Regions from separate parts of the Gossypium hirsutum genome. Here region 1 is linked to region 2. A link is a contact called in public Hi-C data. All regions are on one chromosome and are shown on one strand. The core of a region is the stretch at or near the end of the contact, and the rest is flanking DNA. Distances in the headings are between cores, read along the strand shown.

Evidence for each region. Hi-C and Micro-C count contacts between places; a contact is called where the count stands out from the background.
Region 1: a contact with region 2 is called in a Hi-C map of leaf, with 2.3 times the contacts expected there. The contact joins the promoter of LOC121214621 here to the enhancer-like site in region 2. A contact is called at or near these places in 10 of 34 Hi-C or Micro-C datasets (anther, callus, leaf and 2 more).

What each region holds. Positions count from the first base shown.
Region 1 is chrD02:13,377,808-13,382,012 of Gossypium_hirsutum_v2.1, forward strand. LOC121214621 reads right to left here and starts at 2,460. Exons shown (of 3, transcript XM_041088456.1): 1 at 1,973-2,460; 2 at 1,239-1,363; 3 at 757-1,160. The coding sequence starts at 2,371. The coding sequence ends at 1,004. It overlaps LOC107910391 (a long non-coding RNA gene), which reads left to right and starts at 2,582. Exons shown (of 3, transcript XR_001687626.2): 1 at 2,582-2,955.
Region 2 is chrD02:13,314,216-13,318,376 of Gossypium_hirsutum_v2.1, forward strand. No RefSeq gene overlaps it. Among protein-coding and RNA genes, the nearest start is that of LOC107910386, 16 kb to the left of the region's middle. Within about 2 kb of position 2,301, at least 9 of the 9 cell types and tissues checked have an H3K27ac peak or open chromatin away from gene starts, as enhancers often do. A contact at or near this core is called in leaf, where this site is marked.

The DNA.
Region 1 (4,205 bases), core at 1,210-3,709, 64 kb after region 2:
TAAATTTTATTTTAATTATTATTTAAAAAATAATTTCAAACTAAACAAAAATAATAAAGTATGCGAATTAAATTAATTTTTGTAATAAATAAGCTTAATCAAATCAACTTGTTCAGTTTAATTTGTATTTTAATCAAATTCGTTACTAAGATTTAGGGTTGAGTCTTATTAATTAAATTACATTTAATTATTTTTTAAAATTTTAATAAAATTTGTAACATTTCATAATGATATAGTTGCTAAATTAAAACTTTAAACTTAAAAATATAATAATTAATATTAGACTGAATTTAAATAATTGTGAACGAAAAAATAAACAATATTTTGATTTTTTAAAATATAAATATAAATATTATAACAGTAGATTGTGTGAAATTCTATTTTTATATATAATTAACTTAATTTTAATTATTAGTGAATGTAAATTATTAATTTTTTATAGTGTGAAAATATTTAAAACTTAAATCATTCTAATATATATATTATACCATAGGAGGAAAAGTTGGTGTATTAACGTGAGTAATTAGTTTAATATTTGGTATATATCTACACTCTATATAAAATGGTTGATTGAGTTAGTGTCATGAGTCGACTCGATATCAATTCAATTGTAAAATTACTAATATACTCTTTATTTTAAAAGGTAATTTCGCATACTTTTATATAATATTCGAATAAAATAATTGAAAAACATCATTTGAGAATCAAACACAAGACCAACAAATTTATATGAAAATCTTAGATGGAATCTAAATTACTATTTAATAATTAAAAAATATTTCATTAAATTGATTTTTTTAATGTATCTTCCAAACAGAATCACTCAAAATTTTATCACATTTGATCATTTCAATTAGAAATGTGATATTATATATTTCATGTCACAAATAGCATAAAATTCATTACAATAAATAAGAAATCAACCAATTATAAATCGTGAACAAGTTAGGAATAGTAAGCATAAGCAACAAATCATATTTTATTGAGCAAACGTTGTGTGAGACTAAGCCAAGAGCCAAAAGTTGTTGAGCCACCTGGTGGTGATAAGGTAGCCACCGAGGCCATTGCTCTGCCTCCTAACCCCAATGGTAAGGCAATGTCGATCTATAGTTTTGATACATTGCTCAACAAACTCATCATTCTGCCTGCTCCCGCCTAGACTGCAAACCCAACCATGAAAGATGAGAGTGAGATGGAGAAATGTGTATTTTTCAAAACAGGGGTTTATAAAGACCCACCACAAGGTTAACAATGGAGATTGCCTTCTCTGACCCACTACCAACACTGAAACCCCTAGCTTTTTCACTTGGCTCTTCACTGTCCACAGCTTCGGCCCTTGGATTATCAATGCTTCTACTTCTACCTGTTTTTCATTCGTATTGATTTCCCATGGAAAATCCAATCAATCTTCACCGAATACTATAAAAATAAATAAATTTTAGACTTGCTCTGCTCCAAATAAAGCTGGTCTTTTTTGAACAATGGAGACAGGGGTGGGGTTTGTTTTTCTCAAGGCTGGTATATAAAAATATATATCGTTAATGTTTTTAAAGAATAAAATATATTTAATATAATGAAACAATACATTTTCTTCATATAATTCTATATTTATTATTTTATCCAAAAAATTATTAATTAAAAACAAGAATTATAAATAAATAAACGTGTAGTCTAATTATTAAAAAAAAAATCAAACTAGAGTGGAGTGGAGTGGAGTGGAATGGAGCGAAATAAAGATGGATGCGTTGTTGATAGTGGTTTTTAAGGATGGATATACCTATAGTTGAGCAAAGTATGGCAATACAAAGTATTCCACTGTGGGAAAATGGTAAATTTAGTAATATCCACTTGCTTCATTTCATTGCGACCCTATTGTCTCCCTTAACGAGAAGAGAAGAGGGATGCACCCCCTTTTCTAAAATGAAAAGAAATGAAGCAAAACAACCCAAGAAGTGAGAAAAGTTTGAGGTACCTCGGGTTTACAAGCTTTGCAGAGTGAGCCAAGAGAGTTGGCAAGATAAGTAAAAGAAGAAGGGGAGTGTGAACAGTTGGGGGTTGGAGGGATAACATGAAGCAAAGTAAGCAAATCACCCTTGTTAGCTACATGAGTGAGTGCCCACATCATTGCATGCCTAGAATGTGAGCTTTTGTCCACTAAAACCATCACTCTCTTCCTTAAAACCAACCCATCATCACCACTACCAGCACCACCATTGCCGTACATGTCAAGACCTTCCATTTGATGAGCTTTTAAGCTTGTCTCACACCCACCACAAATATTGTTCTTGTTGTTCACTCCCCAACGCAAGGATTTAGATTTCCAACCTTGTTTGCCACTTAGCTGCCTAAAAAATGAAGACGAACTTGCCATCTTCCTCTCACTTCAAACACCTTAAATTGGGTGGCAAATACTGGAGACAAAAGATAATGACTAGTGATTACAAATAACAGGTCATTTCTAAGTTATAGGTGAAGTTGGGGGCCTTTAATATTGAGAGAAGATTGTTAGAGTATTTATTTATGCGCTTACTGAATTGTCATTGGCACAATTATTATTATTGCAATGAGAAATATGTAAACGTAATTTTCTAAAATTTTAGGGTGCCTTTGTTTGGCTTAAAATGTTTTCCGAAAAATATTTTCCGAAATTTTCGGTGTTTGTTTTGTGTAAAATGAATTCCCATAGGAAAACATTTTACAAACACGGGTAAAATCAAAAGCAAATTTTGGAAATTGTCTTACCGATTTCTAATCCGTAAGACATTTTCCCTCTTCTCTTCTAAGTAGTTGTTCTCCCTCTTCCTCCGACTCCTCATCTCCGTTCGTTGGCCTCACCGCACCATCTTTGCATCGTCGTCTCTGTCGGTCGACCGTCGGCCTTGCCTCTGTATTCTGAAGAAACCCTAAAACATTAGGGTCCACAGTCGAGAAAAATTCATCTCTGATCTCCTCGAGGTATCTGCATATTTCTCTAATGTCTCATCTCTGATCGATTACTCTTATGTTTTCCTTCCTTTTCTCTCTAATTATTGTTTCATGTAATACAAAATTTTTTTTAAATAATAAAAAAGAAAAATCGAAGCCCTTCGTTTTTCAACTTTGTCTTACCCGATCAATTTGAGCTACAGTTTTGTGTTATGATGTGGATATTGAGTGTTGGGTTTAAATGATTGCTTGATCTTAGCTTGGACTCACACTAACTTTAGACTCAACTGTTAGTATTTTCTGGTTTACTGGTTTCAGGTAAAGCATGGTTGTCTAGTAAACAAGAATTATGATGCTTATAGGTATATTTAACTTGTGCATCAGTAACTGTAACTTCTACAGAGTTCTTGCCTTCACCTTGACTGAGTAGCTACAATGGAATCTAAAAATCAGTATAGGTATTGTGCTCCCAGGATTCTGGTTTGCTAGTAGTCCTTTTTTATCCATTAACTCCAAAATTCTAGTGATATGTTCTTGATTTTCCACAAAGTTAGCATATTTCTGGTTGTTAGATTCCTTAAGTGTGTCCAGTTGAATCTAGAATGGGTATTGAGTCTAGTTCCTTCTGCCATTTCTTTGTATTTCTTGTGCTTTTCCAGCTTCTATGGCTGAATCTTGACTAGCTCTAAAACCAAATTTTTACTTAATCAAGAATTGAGAAGAGAGGCCAGAGAAGAAAAAGGAATTTGAGTCTGTTCAGTCATAATCTCTTAATACAGAAACTATACATATATAATATCTAACAATAATTCCTTGCTAATAGTTGCCTGATTTCTGATTTTGCTTGATGAGCTTGCCTGCACAATTTTGCCACAGGTATTTGACCTTGTTGAGTTGGCATTTGTTGCAAGGTTAATAGTGTGCTTCAGAAATTGTCCTTCAATGCTATGTTTATACATTAGGGATCTGCTAGTTTTTCTATGTACGTCCTCTGTCCTAGCAATAGAATTGCCCTTCCTTCTTAGAGAGTTAAGAGCAGGTGACTTACATGTGATGAAGGACAAGATCATGCTAGTTCTATTGGAAGTGTCAATAAAAGTTTGGATATCTGTTGCTGGCATTTTGTACAAGGATATGCTGGTCATTTCTTTTACTTCAATACTTTAGCATTTGATCCTGCATTTTCTCATATTAAGGGGATAATGATGTGGAATTTATCATGCTTATTGAAGGATTATATTTTGGACATGTTTCATTAGTTTCATATTATGTTTTATTGG
Region 2 (4,161 bases), core at 1,051-3,550:
TATTTGTTCTCTCCTTGAAATACATGTCTCCAATAACTAGAACTCAGAGAATGGAGGAGCCTCCTGCATTCATCAATCAAATGAGATAACACAAAGTTTTGATTAGTCGATTTTTGCATAAAGGAAAGAACAAAAGTAGCATCTACTTCAATTTCAATGTTGAGAATATTATGGTCATGGGCAAGGGTCAATCTGTTATGGTAAGCTCCAATCACCCAATTACCCAAGTGATCCCCAATAAGAGCACCTGCACCCACTTTCTCTGGATTGCCCGGAGAAGAGCCTTCTGTATTAAGCTTGAACCATCCCACACAAAGGGGGCTTCCAAGAGACAAGGACAAAGTCAAAGAGACCCTCTGCTTCTTAAGAGGGAGAAAATAGTGAATTCATAAGCATTTCAAAGGACCCTTTGAACGAAGCCATTGACAAATCTATACTAATTGAAGATTAAGGCCTTTTAACATAACTAAATGTAACAGCCTGTTTTCAGTGAAATCAAAACAGTAGTTTCGGGATCACAAATCTGAAGTCAAAAAAATTATTTTATTATTATTTTATTGTCTACAGCATGATAGAAATTTTACCGTTTACATACTCAATTTGATAAAAAGGACTAAATCGCGTAAAGTGCAAAAGATGAGTTCTAAGAGCTAAAGGTATTAAATAAATATAGGACTTTAAAGTGGAGGTTCTTATATGGTAATTAGACCATTATTTTGCTAGTGGATGATAATGGCTTGGCATTTTGTGTAATTATTAAAGCTTTTAAAGGTTAATTTTGAAAATGAGTAATTAAAGTTAATAATAAATAAAACCAAATTAAAACATCATTTTGTATCATCTTTCCCAATTGAATATCAAACAAAATGTTTGAATGTTTAAAGTATTTCTAAGTTAAAGGTCATTTTATAAAAAGATAAGAGCTCTATGAATTCTCTCTGCGAAAATACTGAATCTGAAAAATCCATTACTGAGGAGTTGATCCCTAAGAAAGTTCCTTTCAGAAATGAAGATGTTGATACAAACAATAATATGTTGATCGATACATCTCCAGAAAAATCTATCTCGTGGAGGGATATGCTTGTAGGACATTCGTCAAAGGATACTCACATTGATTTGGAAGGAAAAGAAGATATGGAAATTTTGGATGGGGACATTCAAAAAACCTTTGTGGATGGCGTACCTTCCATTTCCTTCTCGGATAGGATTCACAAAATCCTTATTCAAGGTATGGATAACACAGTGATTTTAAAACTTCTTGGTCGTAACATTTCCTTTTCGGTTTTGCAGAATAAATTGTTCAATCTGTGGAGACCTTCAGCACCTCTACATATGATGGATATAGAAAATGGTTATTTCTTGGTTAAATTCCAGAATAAGTTGGACTGTGAAAGGGCTCTTGCTGAAGGACCTTGGATCATCTTTGGACAATATTTGACGGTTCAGCCTTGGTCGCTAGCCTTTGATCCGACACAAGCTTATCCGAGCGTTGTGATGGCATGGATTAGATTTCCTGGTTTACCTGGATATTTATATAATCATAAAATCATCACTGAGATAGGGGAAATGGTTGGAAAAGTGGTTAAATTGGATATGAACACTGATAGTAGGACTAGGGGAAGATTCGCTAGATTGGCTGTTTATGTTGACCTGGAAAAGCCGTTGGTATCACATATTCTGATCAATGGACGTAAGCAGAATGTTGAATATGAATCTTTATACACAATCTGTTTTCATTGTGGGAGATATGGGCATGTGGAAAACTCTTGCCCTTTTAAGAATTCTGAAACCCCCAGTGAAAAGGAGAATACCTCGTCGGAAATGGCATCGGAGTTTCAAAACACGACCAAGGTTGACGCGGAGAAGGAGCACGAGAATTTCGGGCCTTGGATGATCGTTGAGAAGAAATCAAGGCGGAAAATCAGAGATAATACACAAAATCCCTTAAATGTCCAACAGATTTGGAAAAAAGGATCTCGCTTTAGAGCCCTTAATAATAAAGACATGCACAAAGAGGATTTTGAGGGTTTTTTGTCGGATACTAGAAGCCATAAAGGGAAGGAAATTTTACATGGTAATTCTATGGAGAAAATTTCTGCTAATCCTAATAATGGTCGAACAATCAGAGAAAGAAACAATAATAATAAAAGCAACTTAAAGGAGGTGAATCAGATGGACATTTGTGGCCCACTTTTTAAAAGGAACAGTAGAACAAATGCGGAGCCCAATAAGCCCAGCACAAGCCTGAAAGGAAAATCGCATAACACAAAGAAGCCTGATAGTAGTTTGGGCATTGGAACCATACCTGCTGGTCAGGCCTGTGGAGTCTTGGAACCTTCTGGTCCAGATTTGGGAGCCCATCTTCCCTCTGCTGCTGCTGGAAAAGGTAGTCAGACCTTTTTTTCAGATGAGTCACAAACAACTCCAGGTGACGATGTGGGTCTTGAAGTCGAAGGAGAAGGATCAAAAAATCAGCCAGTTTTGGAGGAGTCAACGCGGACTGCTGTCTCACTAGATGTTGGTAACCTTGATTATGGTAGACATTCGGCAGTCGTCTTTCTTGAGAACACCAAAAACCCCTCTAATAATTATTCTCCTTCTCTTGCGCTTCCATCTGGTTCAGGTAAAGCTTTTAAAAATAGAACCAGAGGATTTGTTAAAAAACAGACTAAAATTCTCCATAGCAGTAATGTTCGCTTCAAAACTTCGGGAGTCCAGCGAACACCTTTGAAGGAGTCAATAGAATTTCTTGCTGAGAGCATCTCGACTTTTGCTAAGCCTAATATTGAGGTTGAATCTAGCATCGAAATTAGTGGGCAAAAAGAGGGAATTAATGTTTCTGGACAATAAGGATATATTTTCTATTCTTATTTGTTTGACTTGCTCTTTGTTAATTTGATATTAGAGGTTTGGTGTATTTTTTATATATTTTATTATGTTTTTAAATCTAAAATTTTTTTCATGGAATTGTCAAGAGAGTGCTAGCAGGAAATTTTTACGAGTATTTCAGGAGTACAATGCTGAGCATAGGCCTGATATTGTTTGTTTGATGGAACTGAGAGTGAGTGGTAATAAGGCTAACCTTATTATTGAAAATCTAGGATTTAACTATTCACATCGGGTTGAAGCTGTTGGTTTTTCAGGTGGCATATGGGTTGGATGGAAGGAGTCTATTCAAATCCATATTGTTCGAAATCACCCTCAGTTTATTTTCATACGTGTTAATAGTCCTAATCCCAATAATTCCTTTTTTATTTCCTTTGTTTATGGCAGTCCTGATAGGTCTAAACGGAAGCTTCTTTGGGAAGATTTAAAATCTGCTAATCCTAACCTCTATTCTCATTGGTTAATTATGGGGGATTTTAATGCAATTTTATCTCCTTCAGATAAAAAAAAGTCTTGTGTTAGTTGGTAAGCGTTGTGATTTTTTCGGTAATTTTGTTGACTCTTGTGAGTTGCAGGATTTGGGATTCAATGGGCTTGCTTTTACATGGCAAAGAGGCAGTACTTTTGTCAGACTTGATCGGGCCTTAACTAACGATGCTTGGGTGTCTGTTTTTCCACATTATTCTGTTCATCATCTCACTCACATTAAGTCTGATCATAGGCCCCTCTTGTTATCTACTAGATCTAATTGTAGTTCATTTCATGGCTTTGGCAGGATGGACGAAACATAGTGATTTCTCTAACCTTGTTAGAGAAAAGTGGAATTTTGCAGGTAATATGTTTGATTCTTTAAATAATTTTACTTTTTTTGCTAAAGAATGGAACAGGAATATTTATGGCTTTCTGGGCACTTGTAAGAGAAATCTTATGAGATCGCTTAATAATATCCAAAAAACCTTGGAGCATTCTTCCTCTACGTATTTAGCAGGAAAAGAAATAGAAATTCAGGATGAACTGGAAAATGTGCTAGATCATGAGGACCTTCTTTGGAGACAAAAGGCTCGTTGTGATTGGCTTCAACTGGGGGACCGAAATACAAAGTTTTTTCTTAGCCGTACTTTGAGAAGAAGAAAATTTAACCATATCCTTTCCTTACGCATTGATAATGGGGAATGGTGTTCAGATCAGGACATTCTGCAAGCTAAGGCGGTGGATTTCTTTGAAGGACTTTATGGAGAGATTCCTTCTAACTTGAGGGATATGCCTAATGTTGGT